2 separate regions of the Sus scrofa genome follow, and region 1 is linked to region 2. A link is a contact called in public HiChIP or PLAC-seq data. All regions are on one chromosome and are shown on one strand. Each heading gives the region's core, a stretch centred on a gene start, on an enhancer-like site or on the middle of the called end of the contact. The rest is flanking DNA. Distances are from core to core; before and after follow the strand shown. Region 1 holds the start of ACADVL (very long-chain specific acyl-CoA dehydrogenase, mitochondrial). Region 2 holds the start of PFN1 (profilin 1).

What was found. HiChIP or PLAC-seq counts read pairs in DNA pulled down with a chosen protein or histone mark.
Region 1: an H3K27ac HiChIP or PLAC-seq map of alveolar macrophages shows a contact between it and region 2. The contact joins the promoter of ACADVL here to the promoter of PFN1 in region 2. A contact is called at or near these places in 1 of 5 promoter capture datasets (fetal liver) and 1 of 2 datasets of contacts at active chromatin or transcription factors (alveolar macrophages).

The regions. Positions count from the first base shown.
Region 1 is chr12:52,572,073-52,575,573 of Sscrofa11.1, reverse strand. It overlaps ACADVL (very long-chain specific acyl-CoA dehydrogenase, mitochondrial), which reads right to left and starts at 2,053. Exons shown (of 20, transcript XM_021067809.1): 1 at 1,993-2,053. It overlaps DLG4 (disks large homolog 4), which reads left to right and starts at 1,553. Exons shown (of 20, transcript XM_003481294.4): 1 at 1,553-2,048. The coding sequence starts at 2,019.
Region 2 is chr12:51,961,137-51,964,650 of Sscrofa11.1, reverse strand. PFN1 (profilin 1) reads right to left here and starts at 2,009. Exons shown (of 3, transcript NM_001244416.1): 1 at 1,678-2,009; 2 at 21-213. The coding sequence starts at 1,809.

The DNA of each region.
Region 1 (3,501 bases), core at 804-3,303, 610 kb before region 2:
CCAGGCCTCTGGGCAGATGGGTTCTTCCCAGGCCCCAGAGGAACCGTAGGAATTCTCATGTCCCTGTCGGGTCTGGTTCTCTTTCTCTCTCTCACACAAACATGTTTAACCCTGGGTCCAGAAGTCCCAGATAATTTATGCCCCTTTGCCATTCTCACGGGGGCCAGGCCCAGAAGAGAGTGACAGTTTCCTTTCCTTTTGAGCTGTGGGAGCAGCTGACCCCCTTGCCCAGTCTTCAGGAAAGTGGAGGGGTCACACCTGGCTTTGGGGAGGGGCCAGGGTGTGAGGAGGAAGATGGTGATGGTGGTGGCACAGCGGGCGGGTCGGAGGCTGCCTGCTTTGCCTGGCAGGTCCAGCTGGGTCGGGAGGAGGCAGCTCAGCTCCTCTGACCCTGGGGGGATTAGAGAGATTAAAGTGAGAGAAGAGAGAGATGTCCGAGGGACCCAGAGGTGAAAAACAGGAGTCCTTGTGAAGGAGAGGCCTGGGGGGAGAGGGTGGGCCTGGGGGTCCTTGTCCTGGACCTCTCCAGAGAGTCTGGGGTGAGAGAGCAGAGATAAGAGGCGGAGGTGAATGTGTTGGCGCCTCGTGGCTGGCTCCCTTGTCCCAATCCTCCCTCATTTGCATTTCACCAGCTCCCAGGTCAGCCCTCTGGCTCCTGGCCCCCCCACTATTGCGATGGGCACCCCCTCTCCTCACGGTGCTGCACAGTGACCTCTTCCAGGCCTTGCTGGGTGAGTAGCCCCGATTTTCCGAGGGGCAGCCGTGGAAAGGGCTGGCCTGGGGGCTGCTTGGGAGTCTGGAGATCTTTTGGTAGCTGCAGGAGCCCCAGGCAGGGGTCCTCCATCAGCGTCCACCAGCCCGGGCTGGAGGGGTTCCTCCCTTAGCGGGCAGACGGAGGTGAGGTGATGGCAGGGGCGGCCAGAGAGGCAGGGGGTGGGCGAGGTAACTCGGTGGTTCTGTTCCTGTGACAGACATCCTGGACTATTATGAGGCTTCCATCTCAGAGAGCCAGGTAAGGGGGTGAGGGTGGGGGCCCGACTTCCCGAGGGAGCAGGCAGGGCTGGAGGGGTGCGCAAAGCACTGCTACTATTACCCTGAGACTTGGGGGCCCTGGGACCACGGCCGGAGTCAGGCGCCCCTGCAGCCCCCTCTTCACCTGCCCCAGCTGCAGGCCCCAAAGGGTCCAGGACTCAGTCACTCTTGAGGCTTCCTCCTGTGCGTCTGAGGGAGCTGAGGCCCCCAGGGACTCCCTCGTGCCTGGCCCTCCCTCCCTGCCTGCCCCGAGCACAGCCTCTCTCCAGCGGCCCCGCCACCCTGGCGGCTCCCAGCCCATCTCGGGCTGCTTCCTCCTCCCTGGCTCTGCTGTCAGCGCTGGTGGCTCTGGCCAGGCCTCCATGTTGGCCTCAGGGCCTCTCCGCTCCTGCCTCCATCTCCTTTCCCATTATCCGGGTTCCTGCCAGCGCGGAAGGAGTTAAGCCTGCCAAGGCACCCCCCATTCTGCTCCTCGATCGCTCCCTCCCTCCCCCTGCTTCCTCTCTCCTCCTCTCTCCCCTTCCCTCCTCGGCTCCACGGCTCCCTCGGCCGCTGCCGCCTCCGACCCCCCCACCCCACTCCCCCGCCACGGCCCCGAGCCCCTGGCCGTTAGGCAAGACCCCCCCTTACCCCGGGGCTCCCCGAAATCCAGCTCCCCTCCCCCACCTCAGCTCATGCCCCAGCCCCCGAACTCCGGGGCTGCCAGCCCCCGGTGCCCCCGCCCCTCCTGAGAATCGGGGTGTGCTCCCCAAGCCCCCTCCCCTCCACTGGGGACCCCCTTTTAGGGCCCCCTTCCCCTCCCTCCCACGCTCCCCTCCCCTCCCCTTCTCCAACCCCCTCTTTCCCCTCTCACCCCTCCCCCCATCCTGGCCCCCCCTGCAAAAGTGGGGTGCGGAGGGGGGAGGGGTGAGAACCCAGGGAGGGGAGGAACGAAACTCCGATGAAGTCAGAGCCCCTTACCCGCCGCCGCGGCCAGGCCCCCCAACATGGACTGTCTCTGTATAGTGACAACCAAGGTAAGCCGTGATGGGGGGGCCAGTCACCTGGGGGGAGGGTGAGAGTTTGTGGGGAGGGGTTTGTCAGGCCTAATCTGCCGCCCGGGGGCCCTGGCGTGAGAGCATCCGAAGATGGATTTGGGGGTCATAATTTAGTTTGGGGGTTCACGGCTGAGAAAATGCTGGGTTTGGCCACAGGTGCCCCCTGGAGTGATCCCTTTGTACCTGGGGAGAAATGGAAAATAGGGGGTATTCTGTGACTTGGGGGCTGGTGGATTCTGAGCTTCACCAGTGATGTTTGAGGGAGACTTATTTAAGGAGAAGCCTGGCTCACATGGGAGTCCTGCCCGGTGTGTGTTAGAAGAGGGGCTCTGCGTGGGGGGTCCCCTTCTCCCCTGGGAGACAAACTGGTCTGCAGGTGTCTTGTCCAATTTCAGGGGGGCTCCTGGCTTGGGGGTAGGAGGTTACTGGTTGTGAGGGCCTGACTGGTCTGGGGGTGTCAGCTGGCACGGAAGGGGAAGGCCTTCAGGTTATAGAAGAAGCGTCTCGTGGTAGATACATTTGGGGGTGCTCTCATTTTGGGGGAGCAGTTAATTTAGGGTTCCAGCTTACGGAATGGGGATAGTTGGGAGTTGTCAGCGAGCTAGGGCCTGACATAGGATCACCTGAGGGAAGGGACCAGGTGAGGTTAGGATTGGGGGTGCTCCCTTGGGTGGTGGAAGGTTGCAGCAGCTGAGGCTGGCAGCTCCTGAGGAGGAGGAGGAGGAGAGGTTTGGGGAGAGAGGGGATTTGAGGAGGGGGACCAGGTGCATGGTGCAGAATTTGGGGGTGGCCCAGGCAGATGCCCATCACCCCCATCTCCTCCCACACAATATCTACCCCTGGTTGAGAAAGAGGGAGAAGAGCAGGTGGAGGGGATGTTCCTGTTACCCCTGACCCTTGGGATAAAGGTGGGGGAGGACACCTGGATTTAAGGTTACTGGGGTGAGAAGGAGTCAGAGGAGGGCCGGGCTGGCAGCCGGGAAGATCCGTACAAGGCTATCCCTGTGGTTGGAGTGCCAGAGATCCTGGCTGGCAGAGCTAGCAAGCTCCTGGTGGGATGCAGAATACCCTGGTCTTGGCTCTAGGACTCTGGGACTGGGAGGCTGGATGCCTGGTGTGTGGAGGGAGGCTTGGGCGGGTGGCAGGCAGCTGGGGGTTGGGGGGTGGGACAGGAAGTGGGGGCCGGGGAGGCGGGGTCTGGGTGAGTCACAGGCTGGGGAGGGGGTTATATTTAGTGGGAACTGCAGATTCTCAGGGGAGGGAGCTGAGGACACACATGTTCCCTGCCACAAACTCACACATGTGTGTACACATGCGTCTATACATGCCTCGCTCATGTGTGAGCTTGGACAGAGGCGACTGGGAGCGGAGGACCTTTAGGTCCCAGCCCCGACCCCCTCTCCAGAGCTACTTGCTTATCCCCTGTTCTGCG
Region 2 (3,514 bases), core at 760-3,259:
CAAAAAACTCAGAAACTCACTCTTGGCAGTCATGGTGACAGTGATATTGAAGGTGGGGGCTCCGCCAGTGCTCTTGGTACGAAGATCCATGGTAAATTCCCCGTCCTGCAGCAGTGAGTCCCGGATCACAGAGCATTTCTGGCCCCCAAGCGTTAGCCCATTCACGAAAAAACTTGACCGGTCTTTGCCAACCAGGACACCAACCTCAGCTGGCTGGAAGGGGAACCAAGCACCATCAAGTTAGTCAGTACCCCAAGGTTCCCACCTTCTCCAAGGACCCACCTGCCTTCCATTTCTTCAGGAAGCTAACCCCCCTGGGAGGGGTGTATGTTATGTGCTTTGTACACACCAGTGAAATTTGAGCAACTCAGGACTGTCGGAAGTTCGTGCACAAAAAGATCATGATCCTCAAACTTAGGAGAATGGTAACAGAAAGGGACGACATATTCCCCTGGAGACTTAGATGTCATTTCTTGGGAAAGCAAACCCAGGAAATAAAGGGGGCCAAAAAGGAGTGAGGAGAGTGGAGTGGAATGGACTGGAGAGCCTTTGGATGCTCAGAAGTCTCCTTCAGGAAAAGCAGAAGCGAAGAGGGGAAGGGAGGGGGCGGGCGAAGCAGGAGAAGCAACTTTGCCCTTATTTGGTCAAAGGTTCTACAGGAGTTGTTAGGGGCCCGGACGCCTGGGTCTCTAAGTAACCTTGAGTTCAGGTCCAGGTATCTGTGCTCTAAGAGGAGGAAGCAAGATGTCTGGGGGCATTCCGGGAAAGTTGAAAAACTTTTGGAGGGGGCCTGGGGCTAGACCCAGCAAGCCAGCTCTCGGGTCTTGATACCCCAGGGAAACTCTCTCCCCTCCCCCTTACACCCCAAATCCCCACATCCGGTCCCCTCCCGCCCGGAAATCCCCTTCCCCCCCTTTCGAACTTCCGCTCCCCCTCCCCACTTCCGGGCAGTGTGGACTGGGGAGGTGGTGAGGGGACAGCAGAAGTCATCCCTTACTCCTTCACTGATAATTCAGTCCTAGAACTTCTCACAAAGTTCCCCTGCTCCAGGCCCCGCCGGATGGCGGGAAGGGAGGGCGAGGGGACTTCCGGGATCGGTCTCACAGGAATGTTGAGTCTAACGTGCCGACTGCGGGGGGGCGGAGGGCGTGAGGCGGCCTAGCCCTCTCTAACGGAGCTGGGAGGGGCAGGGAGCGCAGAGGACGGGCATGGGACCTTGGCCACGCGAGCCGGGCTCCCACCGCATAAGGAGGAACAATGGTGGAGGGGGCGCGAGCAGGCGGGCGGAAGTGGAGCTCAGGGTCCAGGGGTCCCCGAGTCCCTTCTCAATCACAATCCCGGGTTGAAACTGCAGCGTGTGCCCGCCCCGCCCTGGAGGAGACGGAAGTGGGCCGCCGCACCGGGCGGCGCGCCCCTCCCCGCCCTGTGCCCCGGATGTAACGCCCCGTCTCGGAGAGCGGGGCCGGCGGGCTGGCCGGGCGCCGCCGCCCGGGACGTACGACTCGGGGGGCCCCGGGACGGACCGGCTCACGTGCAGCCACCATTCGCGCCACTTCCAGGGCCAGGAGCGACCACGGCTTTTCGCTGCGCTCTCCAGAGCGTGCCCGCCCCCACCCAAGTCCCTCCCTCAGGGTCCAAGCCCGGCCAGTTCCCCAGACCCCGCAGGCCTCGCAGTACCGTGATGTTGACGAAGGTTTTCCCGGGGACGGCGGCCCAGACGGAGGGCGAGTCCTTATAGCCCACGATGGCCGCGTCCTGACAGGTCCCGTCCGCCATGAGGTTGTCGATGTAGGCGTTCCACCCGGCCATGGCGCTGCTACTGGGGCTGCTCTCGGGGCTACTGCTGGGGCCGCGGGTTGGGCTCGGGCTGCCTCGGACTGGCGGGCGGGGGAAGGCAGAGAGCTTGGGGCACGCGCTGCCGTCCGGACCGCGGCTCTGCTAGCTGTGCAGCAGCCCTCGCACCGCCACTTCCTGCTCCTCCCCACCCCCCTAGATTTTTATTTGCAAAGGGCGGTGGGGGCGGGGCCTACTCCTCATCCCCTCCCTCCTCCTTCTCGCCTGCCCAGATACCGAACTTTGCAAATGCAATTTAAAAAATCCCTCCCCCTATTGCAAAATTTGCCGAGTTCGATGGGAACCGACGCTGAAAGGATGGGAGGCGGGGGGGTTAGAGTTGGGGCTCGCGCCAATTTGCATAGAATATTAGACTTTGGTGTAGGGAAAGAGAGTGAGCCAGAGGGAGGAAGGAAAGTGAACGGAGAAAGAACTAGCGAGCTGCAAATTTAGCAGATTAAGAGGGTTCGGGGAACTCAGGGTTAAACGGAACGACTCCCCCTTCCCCCACCTCTGCTGTGGGGTTGCGGGGGGAGGAACGGCAGGCGGCGGCAGCGCGTGCGCCCGCGCCTGCGCCGGGGCAGAGAGCGAGAGCGCGTGGGGCGGTTAGGGCCGGCCGCCGGCTTCGCGGGCGCGCGCCGGGGCGCGCCGGGCCGGGCCGAATTGGACCCCCAGCGAAGGAAGGCGGGCCGGGGACGTGTCTGCTGCTGGGCGGAAGGGGCGGGGGTGAGGCGCGCACGTTACCGCTTCTGCACTCTTGATTTTATTTATTCAAGAAATAAAGGCAGTAAAGGGAAATTTGACAAAATACCCCGACCATTTTCCAAGTTGAAGGCGCCCACCGGGGACACTTCTGTCCTCAGCATCTGCACGGCGGCATAAGTTGCACTCGCTGGAGCCCACCCGACTCCACGGGGATTATCCCTCGCGCTGGATCAGCTCCAGCCTTAGGCCTCACTCCATGACTGTGCCCCGGTCAGCAGTTTGGGTCGCCGTCCGTCCCCCTTACCCTGTCTCTGCAGAGGTCACTGAGCCTCGGCGCCCGCGGGGCGCGGCGGGCGGGCCTATTTTTCAAGGCGGAAGAATACTAGGGTTTCAACATGCAACTTTTTCAAGAAGAGGAAAGTCCCTTCTACCCTGGCCCCCTGGGCCTTTTTCCTCTTCTTTTTTCAGTAAAACTTATGCTAAGAAATTGTGTGCGAAGAGTTCGTTCGCCGCCCGCTGGGAAGCGGGTGGGGTTAGGACCCGGCTTAGGTGAACCAGCCCCGGCTGGCCGCCGGGTCCGCTGAGGGGCTTGGCCGCTTCCGGTCCCTCGGGGGAGGGGCGCCTCCCGGGCGTGAAGGGGCTTCGTACCTTCCCCGTCCCCCCCAGAGGGGTGCGGTGCTCCCGAGGCCGCTGCGAACCCTAAAGGCACCCGCCGCCCCCCGAGCCTGGTTCCTCGACAGCCGCCGTGGCTGAGTCACTGGCCGGCCCGGGCGGGGCCGCACGCGGGCACGTGGCGGCGCTCCCCGCCCGCCGTCTCCTGACCTCTGGCCTGCCGCACCCCCTACCCCAGGGTGGAAATCTCCCGAGAGGGAGCGGCCAGAGATAAGGGGGGGGTGAGATGGAAGACGGGAGTAGGGATCCTGGGGTGGGGGCTGGGAGACCGACCCCGCAGGGCAGGCGGGGTGGGGAGGAGAGC